Regions from separate parts of the Sus scrofa genome. Here all the other regions are linked to region 2. Evidence: chromatin contacts called from public promoter capture Hi-C data. All regions are on one chromosome and are shown on one strand. Each heading gives the region's core, a stretch centred on a gene start, on an enhancer-like site or on the middle of the called end of the contact. The rest is flanking DNA. Distances are from core to core; before and after follow the strand shown. Region 1 holds the start of PLEKHA6 (pleckstrin homology domain-containing family A member 6). Region 2 holds the start of ETNK2 (ethanolamine kinase 2). Region 3 holds the start of SNRPE (small nuclear ribonucleoprotein polypeptide E).

What was found. Promoter capture Hi-C pulls out the DNA fragments that hold promoters and counts their contacts.
Region 1: a contact with region 2 is called in a promoter capture Hi-C map of fetal liver, with 2.5 times the contacts expected there. The contact joins the promoter of PLEKHA6 here to the promoter of ETNK2 in region 2. A contact is called at or near these places in 3 of 5 promoter capture datasets (fetal liver, fetal skeletal muscle and liver) and 2 of 47 Hi-C or Micro-C datasets (embryonic fibroblasts and undifferentiated spermatogonia).
Region 3: a contact with region 2 is called in a promoter capture Hi-C map of liver, with 7 times the contacts expected there. The contact joins the promoter of SNRPE here to the promoter of ETNK2 in region 2. A contact is called at or near these places in 2 of 5 promoter capture datasets (fetal liver and liver) and 1 of 2 datasets of contacts at active chromatin or transcription factors (skeletal muscle).

The regions. Positions count from the first base shown.
Region 1 is chr9:65,025,696-65,028,944 of Sscrofa11.1, reverse strand. PLEKHA6 (pleckstrin homology domain-containing family A member 6) reads left to right here and starts at 1,490. Exons shown (of 24, transcript XM_021063215.1): 1 at 1,490-2,311. The coding sequence starts at 2,229.
Region 2 is chr9:64,805,305-64,808,493 of Sscrofa11.1, reverse strand. ETNK2 (ethanolamine kinase 2) reads left to right here and starts at 1,378. Exons shown (of 7, transcript XR_002335783.1): 1 at 1,378-1,872.
Region 3 is chr9:64,559,149-64,561,972 of Sscrofa11.1, reverse strand. It overlaps SNRPE (small nuclear ribonucleoprotein polypeptide E), which reads right to left and starts at 1,429. Exons shown (of 5, transcript NM_001097465.1): 1 at 1,356-1,429; 2 at 824-850. The coding sequence starts at 1,409.

The DNA.
Region 1 (3,249 bases), core at 241-2,740, 220 kb before region 2:
TTGACCCTCCCACCCTCCCCAATTCCGGAACTGGAAGGGGATCCTCACCTAAGCTTCTCAGGTGCGGCTCTGCTTCACCATCAAATGCAGCTTTCTTTACTAGAAACACTTAGGATCTGAGAAAGGAGAAAAGAGTTGCATATTATGGGGTTTTGCTTCCCTTTGCATGTGGAGAACGGACTCAACTTAAACCTGGAGCCAGCACTCAGCTGTATATGCTGGCAGAGTGAATTTCCAGTGCTGGAGGTAGGATGATGTCATGGAAAGAGCTCTGGCCTGGATGTTGGGGAGGCAGATCCTTGCTCAGTGACCGGAACCTTCCCTTCCCTTCTTTGTGCTTCTGTTTCTCATGGTTCAAACAAGAGGCTTGGCCAATATGTTCTTTGTGGCATCTTCTGGCTTCACTATCTATCAGATGCATACACTTTACACCGTCTAGGTTGAGCACTGGAGATACCTGGGAAGGCTCACTAGTTGTTTCTTTTTCCAGAAAGTTCTCCCTACACACACACCCTGATGTTGCTGATGGTTATATTTATCAGGCCCCCAAATAAGGTCCAAAAGTACAGGACTATGGTTAGAGTTAAGGGCCATTTCTACGACAGTATCAGTCTTTCATTAAATATGAATCAGGTGCTCCAGGTAGATGCCGGGGCTAAAAAGATGAATAAAATAGCGCCCCTGAAGACGACAGGTAAGTAAACCAAGGATCGCATTACAGTGTGATAAACTCCCTTGTAGCGTTACTAATAAGGCTCCGTGACACATAGAGGATGGACATGTAAATTTACCTGGGGTGGAATCAGAGTGGCTTCCAGGAGGAGGTGACACGTAGGTGGATCCTGAAGGGATGAGTAGAAATTACCGAAGTGGAACAGGCATTAAATCCCTTAGAATGCTTACAATAAGTGTGCTCACGCAGCAGACACTAGCCAACTGCCATGCGACACATTGCTTCCTTCAAAGACAGGTGTCTCTCCTATTGTCTAACTATTCCCTTGGGTCTGACACAAGGGTTCAAACAGTGTGCATCTACTCGGAGCCCCAGTGGCAGGTCCTGGGTAAATTGAGAAAGCTGCCTGGAGTCCAACTTTGATACAGACCGGGGACTGCAGACCCATGGGCTCCAGCAATACCATTTTTCATATGCCTGTATTGAATGCCAGCAACCTGTATTCTATACACAAGACACATTTCCTCCTTTCTCTCTCTTTTTTCCTTTGCTCTTTCGTTTTCCGGTGTAAATTAGGGATCAGGGATATAAAAGATGCCGTCTTCTGAGTGTTTCTAAGGTCTCACCCTGATTCTTCTTAGTCATGGCCAACTTCTTGGAGGAAGCGCTCAGAAAGAAAGGTAAGGGCTGGTTTAACTAATTAGGCTGACATCTTAAGGGGCCCCTTGCTCCTTTCACCCGTGTCACCCTTCCCTGCATTTGACCTTTGTTCCTCTACTAACCTCCCGCCAAGTAGAACCAGGTTTGCTCACTTCCCCTTTTCCGGTCAGTGGGTGGACATGTCCCTCAGGTTCGTGCTTCCAAGCTCTTTCAGCCGAACTGGTTCCTCCGCGCCCATCGCCGGGACTTGGGGTTCCCGCCGGGCTGCGGCGAATTCTCCCGGCTGTGAATTACCCTCGGAGCGGCCGCTGGGCTCCGCCTTCTGCTCGCCCGACCGGCGGTCGAGCGCAGGCTTGGAGCTGGGAGCGCGGAGGCAACACCCTCGCTCGCACACGGCAACCTGCTCCCTTCGGGGAGGGATCCTCCGGCTCGCGCTCCCGCTCGCTCGGCCCCGCCGGCTGCCCGGCCGCGGGGAGCAGAGGGGACCGAGCCCTCGGCGCTGCCGGTGAGCAGTCCCGGCGAGAGGAGCGGCAGGATTACTCATGCGCTAATTGCCGGTCATTAAGTTAAGGAGACGTCCGGAGGGGAGCGCAGACTCCCGGAGGCAGGAGGTGTCTGGGGCCGGCTCCGCCTCGCACGCTGAGCTCGCTCGGCCCGGCCAGGGTTAAGTCTTCGGCTCCCTGCTGCCCGGCTGGCGGCCAGCTGCCTTCAGTGAGAGGCCAGAGTCCCTGCCAGGGAGCCGGGAGGCACGCCGCGGGCCAGGCTGGACCGCATCGGGCCCCTCCCCCATCACCGCCTCGAGGAGGAGCAGAAAGTGGGGGGGGGGGTGCGTGGTCGGCGCCCCCAGCCCGGCGCCCGGGTGGGCAGAGAGCCAGAGGGGCTGCGGGACACCGAGATGGCCGATGAGATTGACTGGCTGGACTTGCCCGGCCGGTGGACCTACGGAGTTGACCGCGGTGGGAGAGTCTTCTTCATCAAGTATGTGGATCTGTCTCATTCTCTCTCTCTCTTTTTTAAAAAAAGTTGTTCAACTTGAAAGGCAGCAGGGCTGGGGGCTGGCAGGAGAGGGTGGGGGGGGAGCGGTGGCAGGAACAGCAGGCATGACTAATAAGTTTATCACTGTGCCTGTTTGAATGTGTCTCCCGCCTTTTCCCCAGTAGGTCAAAGTCCAGCAGAGGCTCAGCATTCCCTGCCCCTGAGAAAGGCAGGGCAGGGCAGGTGCTGGCCTTCCCCTTTCTCCTGGTCACAGACGGACTGGGGGACCCTGAGGAGGAAGGCTAGACCTGGTGGCCAGCCTGCAGTTTTTTCCTTTCCGCTTCAGCCACTTGAAAGGGCCAGGCGTGAGTTCTTGCTTTCTTGTGCCCACCGCCCCTTTGCTACCCGAAGATGTGGAATAAATGACAACATACCAGGAGACTCTGCCTCTAACCACCCACCAGTTCCCTGAATTCCTTCACCCCAGGACTCAGGGTTCACCAGGTGGCAGCCCTTCTCCTTTCTTTATGGGGCTGTGGTCAAGGGGAAGAAGATGCTCATAGTACATTTGGCATTCTTGAGAGAGAAGGAGGCTTTGCAGCTCTCAGTAATATATTAGTGCTGTGATATTAATTTCATAAGCCAAAATGACTCTGGCATAATCTCATTATAACAGAGTGGCTCTGCTGGTGCTATTTTGGCCCACTTCTACTATAGGCATCTTTGGCCAGGATAGAAATCTCTTCTTCTATAGCGGGTCTAGAAGCACAGCATTCTGAACCATTACCCACACGTAATGGGTTTTGCCTTCCTCAAGACAGCCACTCACAGGACCTTAGAGCTGAAAGGAAGCTTGGATGCACCCTCCTTGTGTTTCAGACAGAAGTGAGGTCTGCAGAGATTGAGAGCACTTGTCTGAAAAAAAAAAACAAAAAAACAAA
Region 2 (3,189 bases), core at 129-2,628:
TGTGGTTGTGGCATAGGCTGGCAGCTGCAGCTCCAGGAAAACCCCTTGGCTGGGAATTCCCATAGGCCATGGGTGTGGCCCTAAAAAAAGAGAGAGACTAGCACACTGCCCATTTGACTCCAGTCCTGGGGGTTTCCCACCTTACACATACGGGTTCAGAGGTGCACAAGCACACACACGTATGCACTGCCACCCTCCATCTCACAGACATGGGACTCAACAGGTGGTCTTCTCCCACCCGCACCCCTTGGACTGTCTGCAGGGGATGTGTAGCTTCAGGAATGAAAGACAGCATCCACCTGAAGCCACTGATGCAGGTCCTCATCACATAGCTGCTCACCCCTCTTTTGACTGCTAACCCAGGTCCCATCAAACCTCACACATCTAGGATCACAGACTCTAGGGATTATACGGGGCCCCAGAGCACCTCTAGGGCATCGTTCTCTCATCCACAGCATTCTGTGCAGAGCCGAGAGCATGATTCTCTGAGTTTTGTTTGCCTGCTTGGCTTAATTTCCTCACTGCAGAAAGAAATGGTTGGAGTCAGCATCCTTTCCAGCTCAACATCCTAGGGTTCCATGACCTTAAGTGGGCAGAACCCCCCCATCATCTCCTACCCTGTTCAATACGACAACCATATATGACTATTTACATTAAGTGTAAAATTAAATCAAATGTCACATTAGCCACATTTCAAGTGCTGGATAGTCATATGCGGCTTGTGGACAGCATAGTTATAGCACATTGCCATCATCACAGAAGTTCCGCTAGGCAGAACTGGGGCCTTGTGGTTAAGGGGTTCTGAATAGGTCAGAGAGATAACATGAGGAAATAGGAAACAGGTGCAGTGAGAGCTCTCCTATGCGAGCTGGTGGCTGGTGAGGTCACCATTGGCACACCCACCCCAAAATGCTTCCCCAACGTCCCCTCTCCGTCGGAAAAGACTTTCCAGATGCAGCAGGGGCCGCTCCCACAGAACCTCTTCCAGGATTCTGGCGATTGGGGGCAGGAAGCTGGGGCACAGGTAGTCCAGCCCAAACTGACCTCTTGGGAGCAGCCAGTGGCCACACTCCAGGAAGGAGTAGGCGTGCAAGAAGAGCCTTCCCCAGGCCCTGCCCCAGGCTACCCAGGGGGAGCTGACCCAGAAGAGCTGGAAGGGGGGCGGCCACCTCCCCCGCTCAGAAGCCCGCGGGTGAGGCCAGGACTGCTGGGCAGCCCAGAGACCCAGGTGGGGGGGCGGGCCGCGCCGACCACGCCCCCCGACCACGCCCCCTACGTCACGGCCTCCCCGGGGGCGTCACCCCGCCCAACGCTCCAGGTAGCGGCGGCCGCGGCTGCCCTCTGTGGCGGGAGGCTCACCCCCGCGGCCCTCCGCCCGGGGCGGGGAGGGGGCGTTCCTGCGACCCGCCGCCCGTGATGTCACAATCGCGGCTGGCCCTGGCGTTCCCGGGTCGGCTTGGGGCGCCCGGCTGCAGGGCGGCGATTGAAGCGGGCCGCTGGCTCCCGAGTCATGGAGTTCCCCTGGCCCCTCCTCTACCACTCCCACTCCCGCGCTGGGCCCCCCCGCGGGGGCTAGCGTCCGCGCGGCGGCTCCGAGGGGGTGGGGCTGCAGGGAATGGCTGTGCCCCCTTCGGCTCCCCTGCCGTGCTCGCCCTTTTACCTGAGGAGGCAGGCGCCTTGCCCACAGTGCTCATGGGGCATGGAGGAGAAGGCGGCGGCCGGCGCGGGCTGCCGGGAGCCGCCGGGCCCCCGAGGGCCGCCGCCGTCCCGTGCTTTGGCATATCCGTGGACCACAACGACATCCTCCCCGGCGCCCTGCGCCTCATCCGGGAGCTGCGACCGCATTGGAAGCCCGAGCAAGTTCGGACCAAGGTAGCCGAGTGGGCGCGAGGCCCGGGATGGGGCCCCGCCGGGGCTGGTGTGGGGATGCATGGACCTCTGTCCCTGCATCCTTCCGGGTGTCCGTCCCAGGGGTGCGCGACTGCTGCTCAGGAGAGGGGTGAAATGGTGGTTTGTGTGTGTGTTTCTTTCTTTATCTATTTTGGTCCCTAAGCAAAGCTAGGCTCCTACCTTCCTCGGCCCTCCACACAGCTCTCTCCTCTTGGGGCTCTCAGGCACTCCGGAGGTCCACCTGCCCACTGTCAGCACATTGCGCGTGCGGGACCCACCCCCTGTCGCTGCGTGCTGGTGCCCCTCGCTGCCCAGAAGCGTGTTCCCAGCTGGCTCTGAAACCTGCGGAGGCAGGAACTTTTAAGGGCATCCCCCCAACACTCCGACACACATCGCTGCACCTTCTCCACCCTATGGTGGGAACCAAGCCTCCAGGCTCTGAGCTGCTTCTCCTGGTCCCAGGAGCCACCCTGTGAAATTCCGGGCTAGCCCCCAGCCCTGGCGCTTGGCGGTGGTAGAGGGGGTGGGGGGGTGGTTCTGGCTCAGCAACACCACTCCCCCGTTACAAGGCACCTCCCTGTTCTGCTGGGCACATTCTCAGGGACATAGACGTGAACAGAGCCTCCCCTTGAGGAGCCTCAGGCTGACTCCCTAGATGAACTGCCTCCTTTCTAAAGAGCCTTCATCTGCCCCATCCTCTCTAGGAGCTGCCTGTGGAGGAAGCAGCCGGGAATGGGCACCTGCAGCTTCTGCTGGAGTGGGAGGAGCTCCATGCTGGTGGGCCTTTCTGGGTGGGGAAAGGCAAGGGTCAGAACCAAGTGTGGAGGCTGACAGACCCTTCTTAGAGGAGGGGAGGGTGGGTAACGTTTCTAAATAAAAGACCGCTTTGGTATAAAACTGTCAGGGCATTAAGTAGGACTGACGTTAATTCCAGCACTGGCCTAACATGCTGTCTTCCAGTCCCTCCTCTCTCTGGGCCTCAGTTTCCCCACCTTTTATTGGTTCAGATGTCCTCTAAGGCACCTTACAGCTCTGTCACACTGTGCTCTGTAAATTCCTTGGCTCATTTCTCCTTCTCACCCTACCCAGAGAGCCAGCTCTCCCAGCCCAGGATCTACTATCTCTTCTGGCCCTAAGGAACTCTGACCATCAAAGCCCTGGGGTGGGTGCCCACCTCAGTCCCCTCCTGTGCCCCTGCTGCTGGGTGGGGCAAGAGACACAGCAAGGAGCCCTCTGCCTGTAGGGCAGTGAGAGGCTAGTTGGGTCAGGCTGTATCCATCCTGGGCTACTCCCGGCCCT
Region 3 (2,824 bases), core at 180-2,679, 250 kb after region 2:
ATTTAGAGTGAAAACTTGCGATAGGACTGCACAAAGATGTTTCTTATCTGCTATAGCAAAATCCAGTTCCAAGGCAGCTTTCTGTAAGTTCTCGGTTTTCCACCTCTCATACCTAATCACCAGGAGAGGGACCCTTGATTCTGGTGATTAAAAATTACAATGGCTATTTTTCCATTGTGTTGCCGCACTAAAATTTGTCAACAGCAACCACATTTCTTTGAGATAATTTAAACACTCTGCAGTGCCAAGTCAAATTCCAAGTACTAAAAATAACCCCAAAGGAAAAGAAGTTTCCACTGAATCCTCTGAACTTATCCCTCCCATCTTTCTTTTTTAGTGTCTTTTCAATACATAAGGGTGTGTCCCTCCATCCCCCTTCCCCACCCCTCACCCCCAGTACAAAACACACCATTTGGTTTAAAGCTGACTCAATTTTCTTCCAGTGTTTCATCCTAGTGGGAAGGGTTAAAGGTCCCAATGTTCTGGCCATGATCACTAAAAACAAAAGTAGCAATACCAGGATACCACTGTCACCTGAGCCAATAATTATTGGCTGTGCCTACAACTTTTTGAAATAAGTAATACTGGTCTTGCAAAGTAAAGACAACACAACTCTTTGCATGCTTGGACTTGGCATGGCTACACACAATTTTATCACATTAGAGCTTTCCCTGCACTCCTTCCCCTCAAATACCCTTCCAATCTCCAGTTTCATCTACTTTTAACTTTAGAACAGTGAACAGACAAGATAACACAAACAGCAAAATAAATTCACCCTTAACTTAAAAAGTAATTATGAAACAATTAACAATAAACAACTTACATTTTGCAAGTATCTGAAGATGAGGTTCTGCACCAGTGGTTAAGGAAAAATTTCATACATTCACAGACTCTACCCCCTGAAACTGGTCAATTCTACCCCCGCCTCACTTTTGTTTTCTGAACTCGAAGTCTGTGCCTATGCAACGAAAAGTGCCCAATTAGGCACACACTTAGAGCTCCCAGATATTGTAAACGACCCCTTCCACCCCATACTCTCCTGCAGTCTCTTCAGCACCAACATCTTCCTTTTGCCAGACGCCGCTAACTCCCGCCGTCACTCAGTACATAATTAAGATTGTCTTCCATCCGCACACCCCCACCATTTCTGTCTTTCCCACCGCAGGGGTCCGCCCAAGCCCACCTCCCACTCATCACCGACTCTTCAACTACCCGCGCTTTCTACCAGTCTCGAGCGCCCCGGAGGCTCATGGGATGAGGTGCTGCACTCCGCTCCCTCTGGCCTGCTCTTTCTGTTCCTTCGCCCCCCATTTCCTGGTCCGAACCTCCTAGTTTTCACATCCCGAGTAGGATACGATGGGCTGCACCATCACCTTCTGCACTTTCTGGCCCTGGCCACGGTACGCCATGGTGGAACCTCACAAAGGCCACACTACTTCGAAATGCAACTTCCGGAATAAGGAGCCGGAAGCGGAAATGCTCGGTGCTCGCGCGGTGACCTGGGCGGCTCCAGGGAAATACCTCTCTAGCCACACGGTTCCCGCTTATCTCTGTGCTCTATAGCATCCGGGGGAGGCCAAACTGAGTCGATGGCGTTTTGGAACATGGGTTGGTCCAACAGCGCCACCTGGAGTGTGGTGGAAGGAGGCGCAGAGCGGCTTCGGTTGCGCGTTGGCGGCTGCCGGGAGGGGCGGCTGATGAAGTGGCGCCACCGTGTCTTCATTTTCTGACTCTGCTTTAAGAGCCCAAACGTCCTGTTTGGCACCTTTGTCTGTGAAGTGAGTTAATTTAGTGCCTTTTTCTAAGGCCTATTTCCCTGGAAATTAGGCTTGATGGCACTGTTGTGGTGGACAGGGTAGGGCAGCAAGAAGCCCAAACTCAGAGCTCTCATATCTGACACTTTGAGCCACGATCTGAATTCAAAAGCCGGATGCTATGGGGAGTTCCCATTGTAATAAACCGGACTAGTATCCATGAGGACGCAGGTTTGATTCCTGGCCTTGCTCAGTGGGTTAAGGATCCCACGTTGTGGTGATCTGCTGTGTAGGCCCCAATTTTTTTTTTTTTTTTTTTTTTTTTTTTTGCTTTTTTAAGGCCGCGCCCGGGGCATATGGAAATTCCCAGACTAGGGGTGGACTCAAAGTCACAGCTGCCGGCCTACACCACAGCTGCTGGATCAGAGCCTCGTCTGTGACCTACACCACAGCTCCCGGTAACGCTGGATCCTTAACCCACTGAGTGAGGCCAGGGATCGAACCTGTGTCCTCATGGATACCAGTAGGATTTGTTTCCACTGAGCCATGAGGGGAACTCCCATGCAGCCACTTTTATTTATTTATTTATTTTTGCATCCACTTTTAATCTGACACAAAGACCCAAGTAAAAATTGGCAATGGATGTGAACAATCAGTATAGCAAAGGAAATGTAAATGATCTTCAAACAGATGAAAACATGTTCGACTTCACTTGTTATAAGAGAAATGGAAACTAAATTACAATAAATTGTTTTCCCTCATTGGATTGGCAAAGATCAAAAAGGGGTTGGTAATGTGGATTATTAAACTCTACTTCTAGGTATTTAATCCTACAGATGAACTTATACATGTGAGGTAATCATTACAGCACTGTTTAAAATACCAAGATGGCAAAAACAACCTAAATGTCTATCAACAGAAACCAGCTCAATTATGGCATGTTCACATAGTGTAATACTATGCAACTAGAATAAAAGTTGAAGAAGTTCATGGTGTCTTGATATGAAATGATATCCAATATACAGTAAGAGAAAAATCAAGCTATGATATCCCTGAGATTTACTTCAAAA